Linked DNA regions of Mus musculus: regions 1, 2 and 4 are each linked to region 3. A link is a contact called in public Hi-C and HiChIP or PLAC-seq data. All regions are on one chromosome and are shown on one strand. The core of a region is the stretch at or near the end of the contact, and the rest is flanking DNA. Distances in the headings are between cores, read along the strand shown.

Region 1 (2,716 bases), core at 19-2,518, 69 kb after region 3:
ATTGAGCTAGAGGGCATTTCAAAAATAAGTGTGTGTGTGTGTGTGTGTGTGTGTGTGTGTGTGTGTGTGTGTTTCATTCGTGGATCCAAAGAGTTCCTGGACTGGGCAGGTAACTGGAGGCGCGAGACCCTCCTGGAGCACAAAGCAGAGTAGCTGAAAACTCCGGCTATACTGTCACCAGGCTACACTGTCACCAGGTTCTTGGCCAGGTGAGCTGTGTCAGACAAGACGTGGGTTCTATCTCATCGGGTGGGCCTTAAGTTCAAGCAGAGAGTGATTGGTTACTGCCAACATTTGTGTCAGTCACAAATTGCACCGACATAGCTTGCAAGTAGGTCACCATTGTAGATCACGGGGTTTGTAACTGAGTTGGTGGTTATCTGTCTCCTCTGGCAGCATGCAGAGCACCTTCCAATGCCATGAACACTAGTCAGTAGGAGCAAGGCTCTAATTAGGTGCCAGCTCAACTCCTCTATGTCCTTTGAGATATGGAAGTGTTGTCGTCAGTAATTAGGCCTTACCGTCGGTTTGTAGAGTGCAACCTACAGCCTTGGCAATAGCCTGAGATGGTTGGGGTTTTCATGGGGTCTTGGCCAATGACTCAACAAGATATAACCCATTCCCAGCACTGGAGACTTCACTTGGTGGCAAATGACATGGGGAGGGGGTAATTGTCTCTCCTGTTATTTGGCGACTCTGTTTCTTTCACATATGTATTATAGGAAGTTTCCACAGTAGCAGGGTTCCATATGACCTCAAACACCCCTTAGTGTTAGTTGTCCCTCCCCAGACTCCCTCCCTTACCCCCATCTTCCATCCCTCTCCCCACTGAGTCTCACTTTGTAGACTTGGCTGTCCTTGAGCTCATGGTGATCCTCCTGCCTCAGCTTCCTAAGTGTTGTGCTGACAGGCATGCATGACAACACCTGGCTTAGTTGGTTTTCTCCTGTTCCATTTCTTTGTTTGCGTCTTCCCAGTCCTTCTGCTATTTTGACACAGGCAATGCCACTCTATTCTGAATAATGGAAGCCACCCCTCCTTTATTTCAGATACAGGGTTACGATGTCCCCTCCCCGTCTTCCCTGTCCTCTTGGTGAGCTTTGCCTAACCTGTGCACAAGGTAAACTCACTGAACCCAGCAGATCGTGGGGTGTGGTGACTCAGGCCAGTAAGGCCTGCACTTGGAGAGCAGAGGCAGACAGATCAGCCTCAGCCACAGAGCGAGCTCAGGACCAGCTTGGGTCAGACAAGCAGCCGCCTGAGTCAGAGAGAAAAAGGAAGCCACGTGCCTGTTGCCAATTGCACCACTACTACCCAGGGACCGGGAACTGTCACTTGCTGAGTTCCTGCTTCTGTTTGTATTGTTGCACATGACCCTTGGCAACCGAAGGAGGCCATGGAAGGAGGAAGAGGAGGAGGAGGAAGAGGAGGGAAAGGAAGAAGAGGAGGAGGAGGAGAAACTATTCAGGAGAAGTCACTGACCCAGGCCTTAGAGCTGGCAAGTGATCCCGCAATCAGACCTAGTGCAAGGCCCTAAGAGAACTGCATCCAGCTGATGTGGCAGTAGGCATTTTATAAAGACTTCCTTTCCTTCCTTTTTTGAGACAGGGTCTTGAAGTGGAAACTTAAGGGTTCTTTGGAAAGTTAGTTGGACGGTGTTTTGCTGGATCAAACACATGAAGGGGTGTTTTCCAGAAGTGGACACAGGTGTGAAAGGCTAAGGCAGACTCATGAAGGAACATTGTGCTGAAGCAGACACAGGAGAGAGGATGCTCTGCTAAAGCAAGCACGTGAAAGGAGGAGTGATGAAGCATGATGGAGTCTTTGCTAACAGCACGCATGCATTGCTCTGCCTTACACTGAGCAGTTGAGCTACATTTGCTGGGACACCAAAGAGAGAAACCACGGAAAAATTTTTGGTGGTGTGCTGCAGTTTGTTGCTGCTTCTGCAGACTTGGGCTGATTGGATGGACGTGCTGAGGCAAGACATGTGGAAGACGTGATGTTTGGAGGTATAAATAGGACTCCATGGTGACAGAGACAGCTTGGCTTGCTGGGACAGCTAGCAGTGCAATGCTTGTGGCTCTTGCATCTTCAATGATCTTCACTTCCCTGAGAGATGCACAGACGAGAGCTTCTCTGGGGGTTCCTGTTGGTTCCTCCTCTTGACTCAAGCCTAGGCTAAGGCCTGGCTGTCTCTGCTAGGTTGTGTCACCACTGTTGCTAACCCGACCTACTGAACCGGACTGCTGGTGTATCTGTGAGGTGTTTGTGAGTGGATGGAGCTGTCACTACTGACTCTGGGAACTGAACTGCTGATTTCCAGACAATACAGATGGGAGTTGCTCCCAAGATCCTTTCTAAACAGGTCCACTTCCCCCACCCCCACCCCCACACACCATATCCTTTTTTTCCCACTACCTCTGGTGGGTGGTGGCTTACAAGGAAGGTTAAAGTGTTTAAGAACCACCATTAAAAATAGGATTTGAAACAATTAAAGTTACAAGGTCTCACTGTGTAACCCTAGCTGGCTACCCTCAAAGTTACAGAGATTGCCTTTCAAGGGCTGGGATTAAAGGTGTGTGCTACCAGGCCAGGTACCAAGGTCATGAAAAGCTAGGCTGGGGTTACTGTCACCACACTGACTTATTTCCCCCTGAAACAAGGTTTTTTTCTCTGTGTAGCCCTGGGTGTCTTGGAACTCACTCTGTAGATC
Region 2 (2,787 bases), core at 220-2,719, 110 kb after region 3:
GCCCTTCTCAGTACCCAGCCTACCTGTCCAGGGGTGCCCCTTGCTCTCCTGCCCACCCCTCACGGCCATCCAGGCTGGTTTTGTAAGATGCTGGGTTGGTGCACAGTGATTTTTTTTTTCCTTGTAATTTAAACAGGCCTGGCATTGTTGGTTCTATTTAATGGACACGAGATAATGTTAGAGGTTTTAAAGTGATTAAACGTGCAGACTATGCAAACCAAGCCCGGTCTCCAGTGTCTATAGCTCTTCTCGGGACCCTTAGCTGTTTGACTGGGGAAGGGTGGGAACTAGGGGCCAGTTTGGCTTAAGTCAGAAGGCTTAAATGCCTCTAAGAGGTCTAGGGCTTCCACTGCTGAGGTCTGAGGGGATCCTGAGTGAACCCAGATCTGTGTGCTCCTTGGTTTTATCATGACATAAGCTAGTGTCACCTGGGAAGAGAAGCTTCAGTTGAGAAGTTGCCTCCATTGGATTGGCCTGTGGGCAAGTCGGTGGAGCATTTTGATACTGGCTGATGTGGAAAGGCCCGGTGTACTGGGGGTGTCTACCTTCCCATACAAAGATCCTGGGGTGCCTGTGAAAGCAAGTGGCCAGCGAGCAGTGTCCTCCGTGGTTCCTGTTTCAGCTCCAGCCCTGACTTCCCTTGGTGGTGGACTCTAATCCTTAAATCAGACAATCTCTCTCTCCAGGCTGCTTTCAGTTCTGGTGTTTATCACAGCTAGCCGAGCTCACCTTTAATCTCAGCATTTGGGAGGCAGAGGCAGGGCATCTCTTCATCTGAGGCCAGCCTGATCTACATAGCAAGTTCTAGGACTACACAGAGAGACCCTTTCTCAAAATAAAAGAAAAAACAAAACAAACAAACAAAAAAAACCCCAGCAAACCAGGATTGAATGGCTGGGGGAACCTGAGTCCCTCATGGGGAAATAATTTCTCCTCAGTTCTATACCCCACGCTGGCCCAGGCTGCCACTGAGACTCAACGCCCTGCCTGAGAGAAAGGGTGCTACCGGAACCCGGGCCCGAGAAGCAGGCCTCTGCTTAGGATTTTGACTTGGAGATTTTATATGCAAATAGTGGCTGGCGCCTGAGGTCTCCTTAGGGAATCCAGAGGAGGGACAGGATTAGGCTTCCTTCCTCTATGTCCCCCTGGCACCCTAGCACGCTGTCAGGATTCACATTAGTCCACACACCCTGGGTGCCCCGGGGGTCCCAACACCCTGCCTGAGGCCTCACCTTGAGTCCATCCCCACTGCATTTTGGGTTCCTTCCCCCGCGTTCGCGGGACCCTGGAGAGTGCCTGGTTCACAGGCCACTCTTCGCATGGCCATTCTTTGCCGGCCTCCTCCTCCCTTCCGTTTCCGTGGCTGAGCTGTCGCTGTAGGCTGTGGCCCAGGGCACGCAGAGTGGGGAGCAGGATGGGGGGGTGGGCTGTGCTCTCTCTTCCCTATAGTGGACCCGCCCCGCGGCCTAGGGCAACTGAAACCACGGAGGAGGAAGCAGGAATCAGGAACTGGCCCGGCAGATTCTGGGCCTTAGTCGGTCCACCGCCACCTACCCCAGGAGCAGCTGCCCGAGAAAGGTAACTCCACCTTCGAGATCCAGGAGTTTATGTGGAACACGGGCAGGGCTGGGCACCGGAAAGGGGCCAGGCGGGTGTTCTGGGAACCTGAAACCTGATGGGGGTGGGGCTAGGATCTTGGGAAGAGCAGGAAAGCCCAGTGATAGGGTTTTTTTTCGGTGGCTCCCGGAGGCCGCAGTCCAGCACTGTTGAAGGCCCTGGGCAGGGCAGGAGTCGGTAACACCCAGGAATGGTGTGGGGGAAGGGTCCTGTTAGGGACCTCCAGTCTGGTTCCTGGAAACAGGACCACTGGCTCTGAAATCTAGTCTAGTACATCGGAAGCAGAAGGGCCAGCCCCAGTCCAGGCTGCTCTCTGCACCTCTTGGTATTTTTTTTTTTTTTCTAAGCAGAACCCCACCCATGTCCCGCCCGCAGCCCTCTTCGACCGTAGCCTCATCTTCCATCACCAGCCGCTTCTTTTGTCTCCACTGAATGACCCGGTTTCTGTCCCCAGGACACCATTATGGGCTTCTCTTCAGAGCTGTGCAGCCCCCAGGGCCACGGGGCAGTGCAGCAGATGCAGGAAGCTGAGCTGCGCTTATTGGAGGGCATGAGGAAGTGGATGGCCCAGAGGGTCAAGAGTGACCGGGAATATGCAGGATTGCTTCACCACATGTCCTTGCAGGACAGCGGAGGCCAGAGCTGGAGCAGCGGCCCCGACAGCCCTGTCAGCCAGGTGAGCTTCCGTGAGCTCTCCCATTCACTTGCCCTCATCACCTCCCCGCTTAGAGGTGGGGTTGGAAAGGATGCAAACCCAGGCTTGCGGGCCATTGCCCTGTTCTTCCCATTTCCCTATCCCACAATGTGCTGTAGTCCTGGGCAGAGATAACAAGCCAGACCGAGAACTTGAGCCGGGTGCTGCGGCAGCATGCAGAAGATCTGAACTCGGGGCCCTTGAGCAAACTGAGCGTGCTGATCCGGGAGCGGCAGCACCTGAGAAAGACGTACAACGAGCAGTGGCAGCAGCTGCAGCAGGAGCTCACCAAGGTAGGCGGGCACCCAGAGGACGCTGTCGCAATAAGGTGCAGTTTTACACAAGAGTGCTTAGGGAAGCAGAAGTCACTGACCGCAGGCCCAGCTCCAGGATGGCCTGTGTGGCCTTGCCGCTGCAGCTTCCTCCTTTCCTCTCACAACTTTGGCTAACTTGCTACAGGGCCTGTTGAGCCACTG
Region 3 (2,884 bases), core at 276-2,775:
GAGTTGGCTACAGGGTTACGAATCATACCATCTCAGTGTGACAGCTGGTTTGACTTTTCTTCTAAAGAATGTCATTGCAGTGTTGATAACCATTGCCCAGCTGTTCACCTTGTTCTAACCAACAGTTACCATCACAGCAATGAGACCTGTAAACGTAGCCAGGCCGACCATTGTGGTGCAGACCTTTAAGCCTCAGCACTTTCAGAGGCAAAAAGAGGTTCCTCTCTGTCAGTTAGAAGCAAGCCTGGCATACAAGCAAATTTGGGGCCAGCTCCAGTTACACACACAGACAACATGGTCTTTTTTACAGATAGAGGAGATGAAACATAGAAAATGGAACAGTGGAGAGCCTTTTGTAGTTTTTCTTGACACAGAAGCATCTTGCCATAGCACAGGCTAGCTTCAGATTTGCCGGATGGCAAGGCTGCCTTGAATTCCTAAACCTCCTTTCTCATCCTCCTGCCAGCTAGGATTCCTCATATGTATGCCACCACACCTAAGTGGGAAAGCTATTTTGAGTTGCATTTAATGTTAATTTTTAAAAATATGTGTACTAGCTAGATGTGACACATGCCTATAATTACCAGTACTTTAGAAGCTGAGGGTACAGGAGGGTCACAAGTTTGAGACTCAAAAGTGAAACTCTTGACTCAGAAAACAAAACTTAAAAATAAAAATGGTGCATTGATTGTTATGGTGAGGTATTTGTTTCTTTTGGAAAGTGTGATATATGACTTATAAAATATGAAACCTAAGCACGATCATATCTGATTAATGTATAAATAAAATGAAATTTAAATTATTACTCTTAACTTAGATTCCAGCTACATATCTGACAGGGGATAAGACTGACTCAGAAGCTGCAAATATTTACCTCCAATTATCCAAAAAAGACCCAATCATCAAGCTTTTGTATGTTACTCCAGAGAAGGTTCGTATTTATCTCACTCTCTTCAGTGTAATATTGCAACGCACTCAAATACATATATTTGAAGAACTTGGTGATAATTTTTATATACATTAATGAATTCTTGTATAACCTTCACTCCAGACCACAGATGGTAAAGTCTTCTCTGCCTCCTGTGTTGTTTGTTCTTTCTCCAGTTTGTTGTGAAACACTTAATTGACAGTGAGTTGCAGATCTGCCATTTTACCTCTCCTTTACCTCACTCTGCATTTCCTGACTGTATAGCACTCCCTTAGGAACCACTGTAATTTACCCGTCAGGAAATGTACAGTGACACATACTGTTACTTAAGCCATTAACCTTTCAGTAATGACCTTTGTAAAAAAGGGAAAAAAAGAAAACCCCTATTTCATCTCCTATCTAAACAGTTTCATTATTTTGACATTTTGAAGCATAAGGGCCAGTTTTGGGGACTGTGCCTCAATTTGAATTTGCCTTGTTTCCTGCTGATTAAATCCCTATTCCTCACGTTGGCAGGGATGCCACAGATGTGCTGTGTGCTATCAGAAGACAGTTGGCAGTGACTCATCCCATTACCAGTGGTGGTCACTGGCCAATCACTCGATCAAAATAGCATTGCCAGGCTGCTGCTCGCTGGGCTTAACGTTTCCTTCCCCTTCCAGCTGCCTAGTGAGCAGTTGCTCTGTTGTAGGAGGTCTCAGACTGTACAGACACCGTGGCAGACATCAGAGCCTCCCCACAAGCTTTAGCATCGTTGATGATTTGTTTCTTATTATTACTATGATGAGTGCCAGGTTGAGTTTACTGATACAATCCATCCTGGCTTTATGAAAGCCTTGCCTGATGCTGCGTATTTATCAGTGTGAACTTGTGGGTTCTTTATTAGTTTAGTAAATTATAATCATTTTCACTATGTATTTTGATGTTCTAATTGCCTATGTTCAACCAGTGAGGACGCTTCATCAACCTGACTTCTGTGTCTTATGTCCCTGTTAAGATATGCTTGTTATTGGCACATAGCTATCTATATGTGTAATACATAGAGTTCTTCCCCAATAGTATGCACATACCAAACACACATCTAAACTCCCGTTATCAGGCTGGCGGTTGCTCATGGGGAATGTGCCTAAGGACCTAGAACCAACCACCTTAACTCTGAATTCACGCATATACATCATTGTGTGCACAGACCCACCCTACACATGCACAAACACAAAATGAATACATGTAAAAAAATGTAAGTCCTGTAACCAGAGTAAACATGTGGTAACTCTCAGAGCTACTAGCCTGATAAGTAAAGCTGTTGGATGTGGATGAGGGCATTGAAGTGTCTGGATTGCCCTTTGCTTTTCTGCTCTCTTCACAGACTGAGGACAGAATCACTCGTGTGTGAGTAGTTCTAACAGGGAGTGACGATATTCATTCAGATGTGTTTACATCTCTCGTGTATCTCTATTCTAGGTCTGTGCAAGTAACAGGCTGATTTCTACTCTGGAGAATCTGTATGAGCGGAAGCTCTTGGCACGTTTTGTCATTGATGAAGCGCATTGTGTGAGTCAGGTAAGTTTCTCTTGGGATATCAGTGTGTTTATACCACCAGTAGTGCTCAGAGCCACAGCACTGAAGAACAACCCACAGTGGCTGACTGATCGCTCTGCTGCTTCACTGGAGAATAAAGTGCATCTTATATATCGACCCGAGAGATACAAATAACCTGAAAGCAACATTTTTTTTCCAATTAGTGGGGTCATGATTTTCGTCAAGATTACAAAAGGATGAATATGCTTCGCCAGAAGTTTCCTTCTGTTCCAGTGATGGCCCTCACGGCCACAGCGAACCCCAGGGTCCAGAAGGACATCCTCACTCAGCTGAAGATCCTCAGACCTCAGGTGTAAGTCGGTGAAGGTTGTGGGTTCCATTTTCTGATTCTGTACATTAGCATCACCTGTAGGGCTT
Region 4 (2,755 bases), core at 189-2,688, 88 kb before region 3:
AGTGAGCACTGTCCTTAGCCACTGGGACACGGGCATCCTAAAGGATCACGTCCACTCAGAGGGACAGATTTTACTTCATCTTTCTGCACCTCTGAAATGAAACAAACACCTTCCATGTCATGATACTGGGTTGTGGGAAGTGAACTTGCACAATTCAAGAATTTAGAATTGTTCCTGGCACCAAGAATTCCATCAGCCGATGTCAGTTTTTTTAAGACCCTGGCTGGCCTGGAGTTCACAGGGATCCTCCTTTGCCTCTGACTCCAGCGCTGGAACTGAAGCCATGCCACACCTGGCAGTCAACATCATTTTTTACAACTATTTGTTACATGAATCTGTCCCTTTGAGGACAATATGTACTGATGCTTAGAGTACTGGGCTTGTACAACACTTGATTTGAAATGCCAAATATTAGCACTGGAGGGTTACTCTAAATGGGCTTCACTGTGCAGCTCTGGAAAGTAAGATTTGCAGTAAGATCTTGGGGCTGTGTCCCCATGTGAACACTAGATGGAGCTGAGGCTGTACGAGTGGTTCTAAGGACAGGGGAAACAACCAAAGAAAGAGAGCCACTTGATCCCCTGGGTCTCTGAAGATTGGCATCAGGAAGGACTGACGCCCACAGTGACAGAAGGCCATCAGCATCCTTAGTGACCACTACCAACGATCAGACACTGCACACCCACGTTCCTTCCAGCAACCTAAAAGAACTGCAGAGAGGCTCAGGGTCACCTATCTGCCAGTGGGCACGCAAGGCCCTGACCCTAAGGAGACTGACTCCACGACCTCCTGCTTTCTGTCTCTGTCCTTGCCATGGCACAGGATTCCCAAGGCTTCAAGCTACATCCTGAAGCCGGGCAAGCTGCTATACACATGGAAGCCGAATGCTTGGGAGGTGGGACAGATGTCCACGGCCAGCCTCAGCTATATGACAAGACTGAAGCCAGCCTGGGCTACATGATACCCTGTCTTAGAAATACATACATATATATACACGTATACATACATACATATATATGGAGAGAGAGAGAGAGAGAGAGAGGTGCTGGAGAGGGAACTCAGTGGTTAAGATCACTGACTGCTCTTCAGAGAACCCAGACTCAATTCCCAGCACCTGCACGGCAGCTCACAACCATTCAAGACTCCAGTTCCAGGGAGCCTATGCCCTTTTCTGGCCTCTGTAGGCACTGGATGCATTTTTTTTAATGTAAAATTTAAAAAAAAAAAAAAGGTGTTTTAAAGGGCTTTACTGGCCTGGGGAAGAAAGTGAAACCCTGAATTGATCTCTACCACTGTCCAGAAAGAAAGAGCCTTGTTTTTATAAATGTGCACATTCATGATCACAGATGCAAAACAGCGCCGAGCCACACCCCTGAGGCTAGGCTTTCAAGTGGTTGGAACCTGGAACTCCTAGAAATCACTGGGGCTGGCTGGTACCCAGGCAGCTTTGGTAGAGAGGTGTGCACCGTGGATGATAGAGAAAGGATCAGCGGTAGGGGAATGCGCCCCAGTAATAGTGTGCTTTTAAGAAAAAAAAATTCTGTTTAACAGAACAAAAGGAAATCTAGATGTGATGGGGAAAGTTACCAAGCCACAAAGAGTCACATGCTTTTTACGTCGCTAATACGTTTTTTCAAAGAACAATACTAAGTGCTTGACTTGTGCTTTTGACAGACTGGGACTGCGGACAGACAGACGGACAGACGGCATCTCCCGAGGACCCGAGTTTAGGAGAGGAAATGAGCTCGTCACCACTTCCGGGCTCCTTCCCCTCCCACATTTTATGAGTTTGAGTTTTCTCATTGTCAAGGCTTGCACTATTTACATCCTGTCCGGTAACCTTCGCTCCCACCATTGTTTGGCCGCTGTTCCGGGTGTGGACTCCGTGCTCTGGCCTGTCCTTGCAGAATGGGCTTCCCACTCCTCATCCCCCACCCATTCCTCCTAAGCCTTTGTCATCAGGGAATCTTTGCCAGAAGGGCTGAGCTAGTCCCAGCCACAGGTGTCTGGATTCTCTGCTGCCAACCTTGAAGGTTTTACAACAGCCTGATTTATGCCTGATGCCTGGGGGAAATTGATAGGGAAAAACAAACAAACAAACAAACAAGAAAAAAAACTACTGTGCTGCTATGCCTCCCAATATAAGTACGGGAGTCCTGACTCGGAGTTGGTGATGGATGGTTGAAGTGTTAGAATTTGGAACTAAAGAAAATAACCGGGCAGTCCTGACTCTGTGTGTGTGTGTGTGTGTGTGTGTGTGTGTGTGTGTGTGTGTGAGAGAGAGAGAGAGAGAGAGAGAGAGAGAGAGAGAGAGAGAGAGAGAGAGAGAGAGATGGTGCTGGAGGCTACTGAGCTGGGAACTGGGAAGTCAGAATTGATTTAGACAGTCCTTGCCTCTGGTTCACATATACCCGTGGGGAAGCAAGACTTCCCCATTGTGATGCACATGCCTGTAGCCTGAGCGCGTTGGAGGTGGAGGCAGGAGGATAGTGAATCTGAGGCTATCCTGGGCTACCTGAGGCTCTGACTCAAAAACAAAAAGGCCAAGAGAAAGAGAAAAATGCATCTCTGGAACTTTCCATTTTCTATTTCTGGGCTGTGATTGCCCACCCCTAACTACAATGGCAACACCATGGATAAAGACAGACTAACTGCTGACAACATGGGTAAGGACAGACTGCTTTTCCCTTGGGAGGGAGCAGGGAGAAAGTTGAATGGTTTTCTGAGTATCAACACGAGCCCCTGAAGTAGGAAA

Evidence for each region. Hi-C and Micro-C count contacts between places; a contact is called where the count stands out from the background. HiChIP or PLAC-seq counts read pairs in DNA pulled down with a chosen protein or histone mark.
Region 1: a Hi-C map of the HPC-7 cell line shows a contact between it and region 3, with 2.4 times the contacts expected there. The contact joins two enhancer-like sites. A contact is called at or near these places in 1 of 15 datasets of contacts at CTCF or cohesin (CD8 T cells), 4 of 484 Hi-C or Micro-C datasets (CD4 T cells, the HPC-7 cell line, bone marrow-derived macrophages and 1 more), 6 of 115 datasets of contacts at active chromatin or transcription factors (CD8 T cells, the HPC-7 cell line, bone marrow-derived macrophages and 2 more) and 3 of 9 other capture datasets (adipose tissue, liver and pancreatic islet).
Region 2: a Hi-C map of the HPC-7 cell line shows a contact between it and region 3, with 5 times the contacts expected there. The contact joins the promoter of Fes here to the enhancer-like site in region 3. A contact is called at or near these places in 16 of 39 promoter capture datasets (the 3T3-L1 cell line, the C10 cell line, the HPC-7 cell line and 12 more), 1 of 15 datasets of contacts at CTCF or cohesin (CD8 T cells), 13 of 484 Hi-C or Micro-C datasets (the C2C12 cell line, the G1E-ER4 cell line, the HL-1 cell line and 8 more), 12 of 115 datasets of contacts at active chromatin or transcription factors (CD8 T cells, the HPC-7 cell line, acute myeloid leukemia and 5 more) and 3 of 9 other capture datasets (adipose tissue, liver and pancreatic islet).
Region 4: an H3K27ac HiChIP or PLAC-seq map of the HPC-7 cell line shows a contact between it and region 3, with 6 times the contacts expected there. The contact joins two enhancer-like sites. A contact is called at or near these places in 3 of 15 datasets of contacts at CTCF or cohesin (CD8 T cells, large pre-B cells and pro-B cells), 25 of 484 Hi-C or Micro-C datasets (the AML12 cell line, the G1E-ER4 cell line, bone marrow-derived macrophages and 12 more), 9 of 115 datasets of contacts at active chromatin or transcription factors (CD8 T cells, the HPC-7 cell line, the SCID.adh cell line and 5 more) and 4 of 9 other capture datasets (adipose tissue, embryonic stem cells, liver and 1 more).

What each region holds. Positions count from the first base shown.
Region 1 is chr7:80,425,108-80,427,823 of GRCm38.p6, reverse strand. No RefSeq gene overlaps it. Among named protein-coding and RNA genes, the nearest start is that of Gm44851, 22 kb to the right of the region's middle. Within about 2 kb of position 1,268, at least 69 of the 459 cell types and tissues checked have an H3K27ac peak or open chromatin away from gene starts, as enhancers often do. A contact at or near this core is called in the HPC-7 cell line, bone marrow-derived macrophages and microglia, where this site is marked.
Region 2 is chr7:80,386,628-80,389,414 of GRCm38.p6, reverse strand. It overlaps Fes (feline sarcoma oncogene), which reads left to right and starts at 1,469. Exons shown (of 19, transcript NM_010194.2): 1 at 1,469-1,578; 2 at 2,072-2,293; 3 at 2,431-2,604. The coding sequence starts at 2,081. It overlaps Furin (furin (paired basic amino acid cleaving enzyme)), which reads left to right. Exons shown (of 16, transcript NM_011046.3): 16 at 1-221.
Region 3 is chr7:80,494,037-80,496,920 of GRCm38.p6, reverse strand. It overlaps Blm (Bloom syndrome, RecQ like helicase), which reads left to right. Exons shown (of 22, transcript NM_001042527.2): 10 at 818-931; 11 at 2,390-2,488; 12 at 2,671-2,819. Among named protein-coding and RNA genes, the nearest start is that of Blm, 40 kb to the left of the region's middle. Within about 2 kb of position 1,525, at least 38 of the 459 cell types and tissues checked have an H3K27ac peak or open chromatin away from gene starts, as enhancers often do. A contact at or near this core is called in the G1E-ER4 cell line, the HPC-7 cell line, acute myeloid leukemia and 4 more, where this site is marked.
Region 4 is chr7:80,582,019-80,584,773 of GRCm38.p6, reverse strand. No RefSeq gene overlaps it. Among named protein-coding and RNA genes, the nearest start is that of Gm42398, 27 kb to the right of the region's middle. Within about 2 kb of position 1,438, at least 113 of the 459 cell types and tissues checked have an H3K27ac peak or open chromatin away from gene starts, as enhancers often do. A contact at or near this core is called in the G1E-ER4 cell line, the HPC-7 cell line, bone marrow-derived macrophages and 1 more, where this site is marked.